Linked DNA regions of Mus musculus: region 1 is linked to region 2. A link is a contact called in public Hi-C data. All regions are on one chromosome and are shown on one strand. Each heading gives the region's core, a stretch centred on a gene start, on an enhancer-like site or on the middle of the called end of the contact. The rest is flanking DNA. Distances are from core to core; before and after follow the strand shown. Region 1 overlaps Itpr2 (inositol 1,4,5-triphosphate receptor 2). Region 2 overlaps Itpr2 (inositol 1,4,5-triphosphate receptor 2).

Region 1 (6,765 bases), core at 1,270-3,769, 89 kb after region 2:
GGAGGGGGCACCAAGGCCTGACACTATTATTGATGCTATGATGTGCTTACAGACAGGAGCCTAGCATGGCTGTCCTCTGAGAGGCCCTACCAGCAGCTGACTGAGACAGATGCAGATACTTACACGCACCCATAACCATTGGAGTGAATTTGGGAACCCCTATGATTGAATTAGAGGAAAGGTTGAAGAAGCTGACCAAGCAGTTTTGAAGGATGGGGGCGGGAGGGACGGGACAGGGGTCTCAAGAGTTCAGTTAGCATCACAAGCTCTGAGAAGACACAGAGCCAAATGTTCTAGCTCCTTTGCATGCCAACTCTCTTCTCTGCCAGTGAAGTTACTGAGCGCATCCTGGCATTACAAGTCACAGAGGATCCCTAGCTGGCCAGAGGAGACTTAGGGCAGATGCTAAGGACTTGTTAGACAGGAACCCAAATAAATAAACCCAAGTAAACAAAATGTACGGGTACCATGAGCGCAACCATAATGAACATCGAAAGCTGGAGCGTTTGTCAGCCAGACCTCGCCAGCCAAAAGCTTCAGGCTGAGTGACAAGACAAGCATCTCCAGCAAACTGTCACTTTGACTTTTTTAAGAAGAGTGACTGAAAAGGGTTAAAGTGGAAATGGAGCCCAGAGGCTGCCAGAGGAGTGCAGAGCTCATGGGAGGGTTGGCCTTCCAACAGTCTAGTCAGGGAAGTGGGTGGATCCAAGAGAACATGGATTTCTCCCTGGATGACTGCTTATAGGACAAACCATTCAATGAGGAAGGGGAGCCAGATTAACCTAGGGGCAGGCAGAGGAGACGAGACAAGGTTTCCTTCCTCCTCAGTACTTCTGGTCTACCACCTACAGGAACGGGAAATGTCAGGTCCCCGAGGAGAAGCCAGGAAGGGCCTGGCTGCCTGGCCCCACTCACATCCTGAAGCTTGGAGACACTCGTGTCTAAATTAGGTGTTAAAGGTGTGGGAGTGACCAACGCTGGCTGAAAACAAGCTAAGACCTGGAATCTGAAACAGACTCAGTAAAACTGGTTGATAGAGAGGAACCAACCACCAAAGCTTACCCACAGAAACTGCGCACTGTGAAAGCTGAGCAGACAGATTTCTTTACTCCTTCTGGAGGTCATTTGCAGGTTCTCTTGCCTCGCCCACTTAGCATGTGAACCCCTGGGTGAGTCTGAGCCCTTCCATTCTCTAATGAGTTCCTGGATGGTCATGTTTCTATCCCTCCAGCTTTGTCTCAAACATTTGCGCAAAGGGCCTCGCTGTGACTCCCAAGTCCATAGACATTTAATTAACACTGTCACCAGGGTCCAAAGCGTGCCTCACAGATGAGAGCCACGGAGGGTCACACAGAGTGAGGACTCACTGAGACAAGCCCTTGGCAAGGACAGAGATCTGCTCTTGCACACAGGACCCTGGGAAGCAATGCCACTGGCCTAAGAGAACACCAGTAAGAAGAGTTCAAAGAACCCTGGCATGTGGATATTTTAAACAGGATAACACACAAACACACACACACACACACACACACACACACACACACACACACACACACACACTTTCTGAAGAGCGGCTGGGAGATGCTCAGAATGATGAGCACCAGTCACCTTGACCCCCAGACATGGCAGGGGTGAGGGGCAGGGGGTAGAGGTAGGGGACAAGGACTTGATTGGTAATGACGACTTAGATCTGAGATTCTTCTTTCACTCTGCTTAAAGTGGGGTTCGACAGGTTAAACTGCTTCGGATGGCTGCTTCCCTGAGTCTCTGGTGTCCTTTGTCACCGGTGTGACCTCTCAGCTCCTCTGCTCATTAGGGTCCAGTTTGGATGCCAGCCAGAAAAACAGATTGCTCATCACGGGATAGCTACATAGAGGTGCACCTCCTCTCGGAGTACTTGAGGCCGATTGTCTGGCCTTCTTGCTGAGTCTCACTACCCTGTCTTTATCCAGTTCTCTCATTTCCAGCCATTCCTGAGGGATTCTTTTCTCTTGTCCCCTTAACCCTCTTTAATATTTGAAATCTCTCTAGGTTTTTCTCTTGGCTTACTCCCTTTGTTCCAGTTGCTTCCTCGGAAATCTCATCTATAGCACAACTTCAAACACCATCTATACATACATCTGTATACCTTGATGTTCAAGCCTAGCTTCTCTTCCCAGGAATGAAGCTCGCAGCTGGACCCTTACATTGCTTTATCTTAATGTCACATTGATTCCCAAGCACCCATGGGCTAGGGCCAAGCTCATTGCTCTATTCCACTCCCCTGCTTTCCTACCTCCAGCTCAGAAAACGTCATCTACCCATAGCCAACTCTTTCCCTAGGAGCTGGCCAAGCCTCATCCTCACTTTCCCTAGCACATTCCAGTTGGTAAAGTAGCTAGCAACGGAAAGAGTCTGGGGTGTGGAGGACAGGGAGGGGGGACTTCAGAACAAGTCACAGTTTCCCTTCCTCCTCAGCACACAGGGTTTACTGCCGACAGGAAATGAAAATGTCAGGTCCCGGAGGAGAAGCTGGGAAGGGCCAAGCAGAAGACTAAAACCCTTAGTAAGACTGGCACGTGCTCTGGGTCAGATGCCGCCCACCCCACTGCCTGGTGTCCAACCATTGTCCAAAGCTGCAGAGTCTTATAGTACTTTATCATGCTAAGGAGTATGCAGACAGAAGGAGACAGACACGGGCTTCTTTCCTTCATCTCTTTCATTGTGAGACTTTTGCTTACTTGTTTGTTTTTTAGGAGATAAATATCTGCTTGATAGGTGGAGGCCAATTTCTTTAACTTCTGAGAAGAGGAAGGTGCGGACAGAGAGAAAGTAAGCAGCTGTCAGGTTGGGGTGACAGCAAAGAGGGGGAACCACACAGAAGGGAGGAAGGAAAAGAGTGGAAAGTTGTGTATGGTCAGGTGATTGGCCTATCAGACACCAAGAGAAGGAAGCTGAGATGGGCAGAAGGTCAGAGACATGTTTTTAAAAACTGTGGTTTGAGACAGCTTGAGTAAAGAGACCCTGGGTGAATGGTCAAGGGTGACATGGAGATGCACCCAACCCGAGTCTCAGCAGACAGAATCAGGGAACTTGAGCTAACTCCATCTGAGAATCCCGTTTGCTTCCAAATGTTTCTCAAGTCCATATCAGGCACAAGCAAGAAACATCTGTGGCCCGTGCTAGACACCCCTTTGTCCTGTGCCTTCACCCCTAGATCTTCCCTCCTGCTTCGTTTCTGCTTGGTTCAGTCACGGTCTTGGTTCACGGAGGACGTGATCATCTTCCAGACCCACCGGGTAACATACACCTGCCTGCCCTGCTATATAGTTAGTGGTCCCACGGTCCATGGTATAGGCAAGTCTTACAACCATGGAATCCTAAGTCCTGTGTGGTTTTATGTCAAGTTGATACCAGATCAAGTCATTTTGGAAGCTAGAACCCTCAATTAAGGAAATGCCCCCACTAGATGGGTCTGTGGTTTATTTCTCAATTACTGATTGGTGGGGAGATGGGGACAGTCTACTATGGGTGGTGGCACCCCCAGGCAGGTGGTCCTGGGATACATATAAAAGCAAGCTGAGCAAGCCAGGTGAAACAAGCCAATAAGCAGCACTTCTCCATGATCTCTGTTTTAGCTCCTGCCTCCGAGTTCCTGCTTTGAGTTCCCACCCTGACTTCCCTCAGTGATAAGACTGGGGTGTTGAAGTGTAAGCAAGAGGAACCCTTTCCTCCACAAGTTGCTTATGGTCATGTTTTATAACAGCAATAGAAACCTAACCTCTAACATCTTCCTTTCATGTCTATTTAGAAACATAAAGTGTATGCCGCTCTTTGTGTGGGTTAGGACCACCCAGAGAGAGAAAGGCTGGAGTGGAGAGCAGCCTGGCGGTAGAGCCCTTGCCTCGAGGGCCTGGCCATTTGAGTTCAGTCCCCAGCACCACCGCCAAAAAAGAAAACAAGGTGAAATTAAAAAGTACAAATGTGAGTCGGAGAGGTGGCTCAGCAGTTATGAGCACAGAGATCTGACAGAGGGCCTGGCCTCTGTTTCTAGTACCCATGTGGTGTGACTCACAACTGGCTGTAACTTTAGCTCCAGGGAGCTCATAAGGGCCTCCATGAACCTCCACACTCCTGTGCTCACAATCAGCACACACACACACACACACACACACACACACTTTCACTTTTAAAATTTTGACTGTATATAGTTGGTCACAGCTAGAATCCCAATACACTAGAGGTGAAGGTAAAAGGTCAGAGGATCAAATCCATCCTCGGCTACATAGCAAGTTCCTGCAAGCTCAGGCTACATGAGATTCTGACTCAAAAATAAAGACTAAAAACAACTACAAAAATAAATGACTAATTTTTTTTCTCAATTTTTAATACCTAATTCTTTACCTGTGGGGGATGGGACATGTGTCACAGAGCATGGTGGTCAGAGGACAACCTGTGGGAGTTGTCTTTCCTTACATCATGTGGGTTCCGGGAACAGAGCTCAGGTTGCCAGGTTTGGGGACAAGAGTTTTTCTTGCTGAGCCATCTTGCAGACCCAGACAGTCATCAGGAGGTTATTTCAAATATGGGGCATGGGAAACTATGAAGATTATAAGTGCCATTTACCGCAGGGGTTGGCAACACAGCCCTCATGGGTGATATCTGTTCTGGTGCCTGTTTCATAAAAAGCAGTTTTATTGGGTAACGCAGTCAGACTGGCTTGTTTACACGTGGACCATGGCTGTTTCAACACTAGAACTGCAGAAGACAGTGTGTGCAGCAGACAGGATGGCCTCACAACCCTAAAATATTTACTAGCTGGCACTGGGGAAGTCCCCATATAGTGGCACCAACTAGCGAATGGTTTCCAAGCCTCATGCAGCTGTCAAATACTTAAACATGGATGGGTATGCCTGTATACGTTACAGACAGATGGCCAGATGACATCCCCTAAAATAATCGAGTTTATATCCCTACAATGGAGCCTCTTTCATTGATAACAGAAATATTATCCAGGGGCTTTTCAAAAATTTCCCCCTACTGTATAATTTAACAGGGTTTTGGTTTTTTTGTTATTGTTGTTGTTGTGTTTTGTTTTGCTTTGTTGTGTTGCGTTTTGTTTTGGTTTTGGTGTGAAGGGTTGCTCTCCTTAATTTAACAGTTTACCATCCAGATCCAGTATTATTTTATTGCAGTTTCCTGGTACTGTTCTGTGCCTCGTTGAGTAATTCTAAAACACACACTGATCAACAGACACAAGAGACGGGCCTGAGCAATCTATGAGGCTCACATACCCACAATTCTCTCGGCCATTACACCAGAAAAGAACTACTTTCCAAACAGCTTTATCACAAACACAGTAAGTACTAGGCACCTAGTGACATTCAAGAATAAGACCTCAGATTAAAGAAGGGAGATGACATGGCTCAGCAGTTAAGAACACTGGCTACTCTTCCAGGGATCCTAAGTTCAATTCCCAGCAACTACATGGTGGACGACCACCTAGAAAGGGATCTAATGGCTTCTTCTGGCATGTAGGTGTACATGCAGACAGAGTACTCCTAAATTTAAAAAATATCTAAGACCCCAAACCTGAGATAGGCACAGCAACCCACACCTGCAACCTTGACTTTAAGAGGGTAATGAAGAACACAGGCAAAGCACAACAAACAATGTGACATCAAGCAAGGGAACCATCCCTACAGAGTGTAAGTTCACTACAGAGCATATGTGTGCATGCTTGTGAGTGTGAGTGCGTGTGGTGTGTGTGTGGTATATGTGGGGTGTGTGTAGTGTGTGTGTGGTATGTGTATGTGTGCTTGTGAGTGTGCATGCATGTGGTGTGTGTGGTGCATGTGGTGTGTGCGTGTGGTGTGCATGTGTGTGTGTGTGTGTGTGTGTGTGTGTGTAGTATATATGTGTGGTATGTGTGTGTGTGCTTGTGAGTGTGCATGCATGTGGTGTGTGTGGTGCATGTGGTGTGTGTTGTGTGTGCATGGTGCATGTGAGTGTGGTATGTGCATGTGGGGTGTGCGTATGTATGTGTATGTAGTGTGTATGTATAGTATGTGTGGTTTGTGTTATGTCTGTGTGGTATGTGCGTGTGTTGCATGTGTGTGTGTGTGTTATGTACATGTGTGGTGCCTTGTGTGTGTGGTGTGTATGTAATATGTGTGGTATGTGTGTGGTGTGTGTCTGTGCGTGTTTGTGTGTGGTTTGTGTATGCTGTATCTGTGTGGTGTGTGTGGTTTGTGGGGTGTGTGTGTGCTGAGGTGGGGGGAACGGCTGATGACTTTACCCTCACCACTGTGAGCAAGCCGGGGAATATTGTATACTCAGACAATCAAAGCCAGTTTAGGTTTTGCAACTTCATATGACAACCATACAGTTTTTACGTGATGGGTCTCATGCAGCTGAAGCTGACCTTGAACCTCTGTTCTCTGACCTTCACCCCCTCAAGTTGGTATTAATGTGTTACCACTACATCCAACTCTTATAATTTTAAGATAATTTTTAAACTGTTTTATTAAGTTCATTCAGTGGAAATTTCCCCCATTATCAAAGTTCACCTATGGAACAATCGTATCTTACACACGTGTGCTCACTATGTAAACAATTCTGGAGATTAACCATAATCATTTTTAGTGTATTTGGGGAGCATGTGTATATGTATGTGTGCATGTGTGTGTAGAGGCCAGAGGTCTACACCAGGTCTAATTGCTTCTGCAAAATAAGCCAGCCAGCGAGCTCTCCCGCCTCTGCCTCCCTGCATATTCGTTAGTTCTC
Region 2 (7,155 bases), core at 2,417-4,916:
AAGACCACACAGATGCCAGCGCAGACTTCTATACCCAGTGAAACTATCAGATGTAATGTATGACCACTAATCCACCTCTGTAGAAGATACTGGAAAGAATACTCAGGTTTGAAGAACAGGATCAACCTGCACAGAAAGGCACAAAACAGTTCCAGAACACTGAATCAAAAGAGGTCTGAAAGAATATCATATAATCAACAAAATGACAGAAATTCATATGCACTGTTCAAGAATAGCTCTTACTATTAAATGATAACAATAAAATTAATTTGGTCTTAACTCCCCAATAAATAGAAACAGACTAACAGACGGTATCAGAAACAGGATCCATCTTTTTGCCGTCTTCTGCATCAGTGACAGAGTAAGTAAATGAAACCCAGAATCATGCAGGTGTAGCTAGTCTAATATTTGGCAGAATAGACTTTAAAACTAATCACAAGAGATACATGGGATTCTTTATTCTTATTACAGGAAAACCCCAACAGAGGATATTTCACTCCTAAACATATATGCACTAAACATCAGAGCACCCAATTTCATAAAAGAAATACCATTAAACTTAAAAACATAGATCAATCCCAGGACAGTGCCAATAGGTGATTTCAATACTCCACTCTCACAAACACACGGTCATTTGGAAAAAGGAGGAAGCTGTAAAGTTCAATCACATCAAATAATCCTAGCAGACATCTTCAGAGCATCCTATCTAAAAACCAAAGTACACACATTCTTCTCTGTAGCCCAAGGGATTTTTACAAATAGATTACAATGCAAGTCTCAGCAAATATAGGAAAATTGAAATTACATCCTGAATTTTATCTGATCGCTATGGATATCAACAACAATAGAAAAGACAGAAACTTATGAAAGCTGAACAACATACTTTTTGAATAAAAATTTGGTAAAGAAATCAAGAAGGAAATTTAAAAATTCTTAGAACTGAATAAAAATGAGGACCCAGCATAGCAAAACCTCTAGGACACGATGAAAGCCACCACAGGAGGAAAGTTTACAGCATGATGTACTTATATAAAAAAGTTAGAGATCACAATTAAAAACAAAGTGGTGCACCCAAAAGCCTTGGAAACATGAGAGTAAGTAAACCACAAGAAAGAATAGATCGGAAGAGACACTCAAACCACAGTTGAAATTAATGACAGAATGAAAGTAAATACAAAGATTCAATGAAACAGCTATTTGAAGAGATTGATAACCCTTTAGTCAAAGTAACCAAAAGAATTAGAGGATCCAATTTGTTTAGAGAAGAAAAGGGAGGCACCATAACATACACTGAAAAACTTCAGAGGCTTATTCAAATATACTTTAAAAATTGATTCCACCAAACTGGAAAATGTAAAAGAAATGGATGAACTTCTAGATATATATGAGCTACCAAAATCAAACAAATATGAATTAAATGATTTAAGTAGACCTGTCACATGCAATGAGATGTCAGTAATTGAAAATCTCCCAACTAAAAAGCCCAGGCCAGATGGAGTCACTATAGAAGTCTACTAGACTGTCAAAGACATGAAAATTCGCAATAAAATACTTTCAAAACTAATTTGAGAACATATTAGAAAGACTGTCCACCATGATCAAGTCAGTTTCATCCCAGAGATGCAGGGATGGTTCAAGAAACTTAAACTACCATACGGTCATCTCTCTAGCTGTAGAAAAGGTCTTTGACAAAAATCCAACATCCATTCACAATAAAAGTGCTGGAGAAATGAGGGATAGAGGGTATAAGCTCAATATAATAAAGGTAGCATACAGGATTCCTCAGACAACATCTTCCTAAACAGGGAAAAACTGCAAGTAGTTCCACTAGAACCAGGGACACAATGGTAATCCCTTTGCCTACTCCCATTTAAGTAGGCAAGTCCTGACATCTTAGCTAGAGTAGTAAGACAGGTGAAGGTAAAGTGGATACAAATAAGAAAGGAAGAAGTCAAAGTATCCTTATTTGGAGATGATACAATTCTATTATGTAAAACTTTCCAAAGGTTCCACCAGATGACTACTACACCTGATAAATATTTCAGCAAATTAACAAATCAGTTAAAAAAAAAACAAAAAAAAACAAAAAAACAAAGGATTGGCCTTCATACAAACAACAAACATACGGGGAAAGAAATAAATGAATACCTTTCATAATAGCCTCAAGAAAAGTAAAATATCTAGAATAAGTATAACGAAGACAGGAAAGATTTGTACAACAACAACAAAAAATCTTTTAAAAGAATGAAAAAAATAAATTGAACAAGAAACCAGAAAGTGGCAAAACCTCCCATGTATATACATTGTTACAATGAACATTGTGAGCATGACTGTCCTTACCAAAGCAGGTGGTACTGGCACAAAGACAGACTTGTCAGTCAAAGGAACAAAACTGAGGACTCACATATAAACCCACACTCCTACATCCTACATCCACTCAACTTTTGACAAAGAAGTCAACAAATACCTGTTGGAGAGAAGACAGCATCTTGAACAAGTGTTGCTTGTCAAACTGGATGACCACAGAGGAGGGATCAAATCTGAACTGTGTCTTTCATCTTGTATAAAACTCTACTCCAAATCCATGAAGGATGTTAATACAAGACCAGATACTCTAACTCTGACAGGAGCAAGGGGACCTAGGCTTGACTCACTGATATAAGAACAGACGTTTTGAGTAGCATCTTGATAGAAAAAGGCTTTATTTAATACCAATAATTAATAAATGGGACCTCAAAAACCAAAAGTTTCTGAACAGCAAAGGGTACTATCGCTCAACTGAAGAGGCAGTAAGCAGACTGGACATTTTTTATTCATGAGTTATATCTTTGAAGGAGTGGTACTATCTAGAATATATAAGTAGCTCAAAATTAAACATTCAAGAAAACCTAAACGGGACAAAACTAAACAGAGTCCAGGGGGGAAAATATATGTTCAACATACATAGCCATCAAGGAAATGCAAATTAAAACTGCTCAGAGGTTTCATCTAAGCCCAGTCAGAATGGTTACGGTCAAGAAACAAATGGTGACAAATGGCAGCATGGACACTGGGTCTGGGGACACTCATTCTTTGCTGGAGGTGTGTGAACTGGAGGGGGGTGAACTGGTACAGCCACTAAGAAAATATGTGTAGAGGTTCCTCAAAAGGCTGATAATAGACCTATCATATGCTCCACATATACTGGTCTTGGGCAAAGGACTCCATATATTGGGATATCCATAAAAATTTGCAAAGAACCAATAAATTTTTAAGAGAAAAATAAAATTTAAAAAGGCGTTTAAAAATCAGTACAGAAAAGTTTTCTTTTCACAGAAACAACCTTAAACATAAGTATTGTATATGCTTTTAGGTTCTTGTGTTCCATTTTCTGTTGAAAGCAGTCTGTGACAAAACAGTGTGTGTGCATTTTTCAGTAAGGGAGTGTCCTTTCCTTTGAGGGAGGGGAAGGTGAAGTGGCTACCTTACCCTAAGACAGAAGTGCAGGCCTGATGCGTCCAGCAGGGTTCCCCTGCACAGCTTCCTCACGCCGCTGGCCTGTGCTTTGCTCCTGGTTAACACAGTGGTCTGATTTCACTTTACGTGGCATATCTTGTGGTCATGCACATGGTTATCGGATTCCCAGGCCGGTGCTGGTTAGTCAATATGATATCATTTCCTCATTTCACCAGAACTGAATACATGTGACCACAGGGTAGCCTCAAGCCAGGGAAGAAGATTAGCTGCCAGACTTCTAGGCTGCAGGGTTGATCCTTCCTAATAACTCAGTGAAGTGCAGGTCTTCTAGAGGCTTCTAAAATGCAAGACTCTTAGATGAATTTGTCGTTCCTGACACGTTCACTTAGGACCCATAATCCTCTTCCTGGGGATAATTTTGTATAATAGTGTGCTTGTCTAGGAGACTGCCAGAGCAATGGACAGAAGTCACAAGAATCTTTCAGAGTCCTTTTAATAGTAGGTCAGCGTGACCCATTGATGTCTACAGCTGTTCAGTCAGAGTCTGTCACTTAGAGACCCTGTGTGGTGTTCACATTTAGTGTTTTCAAGTGATACTTCATTCCTGGAGCAGAGATAGTACTGTGCAATGGAAGGGCACCAATTGGGGAGATAGAACAACCTGGGCTTTGACTTCGTCATAACTGAAAGCATTTCCTGTATGGGGCGGATGGGTGTCCCACTGTCTAAGGCTCAGTTTGCTTCTCGGTGAAACAAGAATGCCCCTCTAGGTGTGTCCATACCTTTTCCTGCCCTGTGCTTCGTGAGCTGTGAATGCAAGGTAAAGCTTTAAAATTCAAGTTGCTGCAAATAGACTTGAGCCTATCAAAGTTTAAACACACAGAGTTAAGGCTGGAAGCAGCCCTGAGTCACAGAGCCCAAGCTAGCATGTGTGTGAGTAAGTTTTTGCTATGTCAGAATGAGATTAAGAAGTAATAAGACTGGTTTGGTCCAACCAAACATTGAGGATTTGTCTTTTTAAAAAGGTATTAGCATTTATGAAAATCACCTGTATATATGTAAGCTGGAGGGAAATGAAATTCTGACCTTCTGTAACACGGCAACAGATCCCGCCTTGCCTTCCGAGTGCCTGGCATTTGGTCCTGTTGTGGCCGATACCCACAATTCCACAGAACAAGGGTTGCTATGATCTTACTCCATGGCCTACAACATGAAGCAAGTTTACTTACTTGCCCAAGGCCACAGAACGGTGAGTGGCTGAGTCAGGCTTTGGTTCTTTGGAGTCCCTCTGCCTTTCCTGAACTGCTCTCCATGTCTGACGGAGACACTGGCACTTGGCTGCTACAGAAGCTGAGGTACAAGGATTGCAGGTTCAAGGCCTGGCCCAGCTACAGAGTGAGCTCAGCCCAGAAACTTGGTGAGACTAAACAGAAACAGAAGGTGGCTAGAGGTGGCTCAGCTTCTGGGTGCTTCAGGCCTCCGCTCCAGAAAGCCCAGCTTCTAAACTCAGTGGGAAAATCAAACAATACAGGGATGATTGCAACTGGAATCCCTCGGGTTACTTTTGCAGGGTATGCTAAAGGTTCGTTTACTGAAGATCAGAAGCACATGTCCTGTCAGTATTGTGTCAGAGATCCACATATAGGTGAGGAAGGAAAATGCCGGAAGTATGGTGGAGTTTGGCAGAGGGCTTTCAAATATCACTACTGAGAGGCAACACAGAGAATAGAATGCACTCGGTTCTGCAGCTGAGTACCAACTAACCATCTGATACCCCTTGCCCAGCCTCCATTTGCTAAGGCTGTGTGCTGCGGGGCTCTCATAATACCATTTTCATGCTGGCCATCCCAAACTGATCTCTGCTTCTTACTAGATTTTCCACCATAAAATTCAACTGCAAAGCCTCCTGGTACAAAGAGAAAAGTACCAGAGTCGCCATGAGTGACATGACCGACGGACTCATGAGTGAAGTGACCGACGGACGCATGAGTCCTATACCACATGGTTTGAGCAGTAAACCCAGCACCCTCAGGTGACAACTGGCAGCTGTCATGAGAAGTGAGGCGACTCCTAGGAGCATAAAGGGTGAAACTTCAAAGGATGAAGCCACACAGTGGACTTGGCTGAGCACAAGTGAGAGAGAATGGAGATGTGTGTACCTTTCTGGAAGCAGGAGGCTGTCTTGGAATAATGACCTCAAGCTGAGCATAACTTTAATATGCCTAGTCACAGAGAGATCAGGCATTGGAGGGCAGGAATTGCAGCCTTTCTCCACAGCGCAGTTTCATGCGTGTGCAACAGGGAGGCTGCCACTCATTAGCCCATAGGCTTGGCAGATCTGATTTGGGTGTGGTTTGGTGAATAAGCTTCCCATGTTTAAGCTAAGACCACTTGAGTTTCATGTACTTGACACACCTCTATGGTTTTCTTTAAGAATCTCACTGATTGATTTTATGATTAATTGATTACCTACTCAATAGGATACTCTGAAAGTCAAAACAAAGCCAAAGCATTTTCTACATATAAAGCTTGCTTCTGACATAGATTGGAGCTAGTCAGATGCAGTCTTATAATGCTTTGTTTTTATTGGCTGTTTGACACAGGTACTCAGTTTTAGTAGGAACATGGAGCCTGCCTGGGAGGTTTAACATGTTGACCAACTCTTTATCTGCTTCCAATTGAAGTCTAACCTATTGCCTCTTCAGTAAGACTTCACAGTTGCCACAGGGGCATGGTCACTTTCTAAACATGTCTCCATCATTTTCCTTTAGTCGATCCATGTTTCCCTCCCATCCCAGCTCCCCTTCCCGGTCTACCCTCTGAAGCTATGTACCATCCTTCAATAAACAATTTGATGGGTCTTTTTTTTTTTTTTTGATTCCTATGATGATAGCCACAAATCTTTACAATTTCCCGGGTGACAGAGGTGAGTTTGCTCTCAGGAGCCCCAGGATTACATCTGGTTTTGTCCTAATGAGCTGACTCAAGGTGGGTTCTTGGATGACAAGGCACACATGATCCCAGAGGCAGGATTTCCAGACAACCCAACCTCTGGGCTAATGACCAAGTTCAATCCTGTGGCCAGTGATCCAATCAGTTCTAAGCACAAACACTCTGGTAAAACTGTGCTGGGTGATGAAAGGCAATATGCAGAGAGGGTTGGATGCTCTGTGCTTCCTCAGACTGTACCCATGTGTACTTCTACATGGCTGCCCTCCTTATTTGGATCCAGTCAATAGTCAGAATAGTAGGTTTTACGTTCTTTGAGTAGTTATAGCAAATTACTAAACTTGACCAAATGGAGGCAGCCCCAAAATTTACAGTCAGTCATTTGGAATGTAGGTAGCCTTAAAGAATAGCTCAAGTTGGATGTCTTACTGGGGGTCCTCTCCCATGACTTGTGGGGTTTGTGTTTCCTAGGGGTGGCTGTACCCATAGCGAACCACGATTCACAAGCTGGGGTAGAAACTGGCCAGCTGGCATTTGAGTAGTCACTAGTTCACCAACTCTGTCTGTGCCAGCTCCTGTACGGGCATGAAGGAAAGAACATTTGTGGGAGGGAGGGTAAAGATATGAAGGCAGGTGATTCTGGTCACCGAGTTACCTGGACACTTCCTTGGCTTGTGTTTGCCGGTCTGAGACCCAGAGATAGGAGCTAATAAATGGCCATGTTGCAGACAGCCACAGAGGATGGGACAC

Evidence for each region. Hi-C and Micro-C count contacts between places; a contact is called where the count stands out from the background.
Region 1: a Hi-C map of bone marrow-derived macrophages shows a contact between it and region 2, with 48 read pairs. The contact joins two enhancer-like sites. A contact is called at or near these places in 1 of 39 promoter capture datasets (the HPC-7 cell line), 3 of 484 Hi-C or Micro-C datasets (the C2C12 cell line, bone marrow-derived macrophages and muscle stem cells) and 2 of 115 datasets of contacts at active chromatin or transcription factors (bone marrow-derived macrophages and microglia).

What each region holds. Positions count from the first base shown.
Region 1 is chr6:146,206,687-146,213,451 of GRCm38.p6, forward strand. The region is part of intron 45 of Itpr2 (inositol 1,4,5-triphosphate receptor 2); the gene reads right to left. Among named protein-coding and RNA genes, the nearest start is that of Gm35596, 9.7 kb to the right of the region's middle. Within about 2 kb of position 2,520, at least 38 of the 459 cell types and tissues checked have an H3K27ac peak or open chromatin away from gene starts, as enhancers often do. A contact at or near this core is called in bone marrow-derived macrophages and microglia, where this site is marked.
Region 2 is chr6:146,116,760-146,123,914 of GRCm38.p6, forward strand. All of the region lies in intron 55 of Itpr2 (inositol 1,4,5-triphosphate receptor 2), which reads right to left. Among named protein-coding and RNA genes, the nearest start is that of Gm35768, 24 kb to the right of the region's middle. Within about 2 kb of position 3,667, at least 59 of the 459 cell types and tissues checked have an H3K27ac peak or open chromatin away from gene starts, as enhancers often do. A contact at or near this core is called in bone marrow-derived macrophages and microglia, where this site is marked.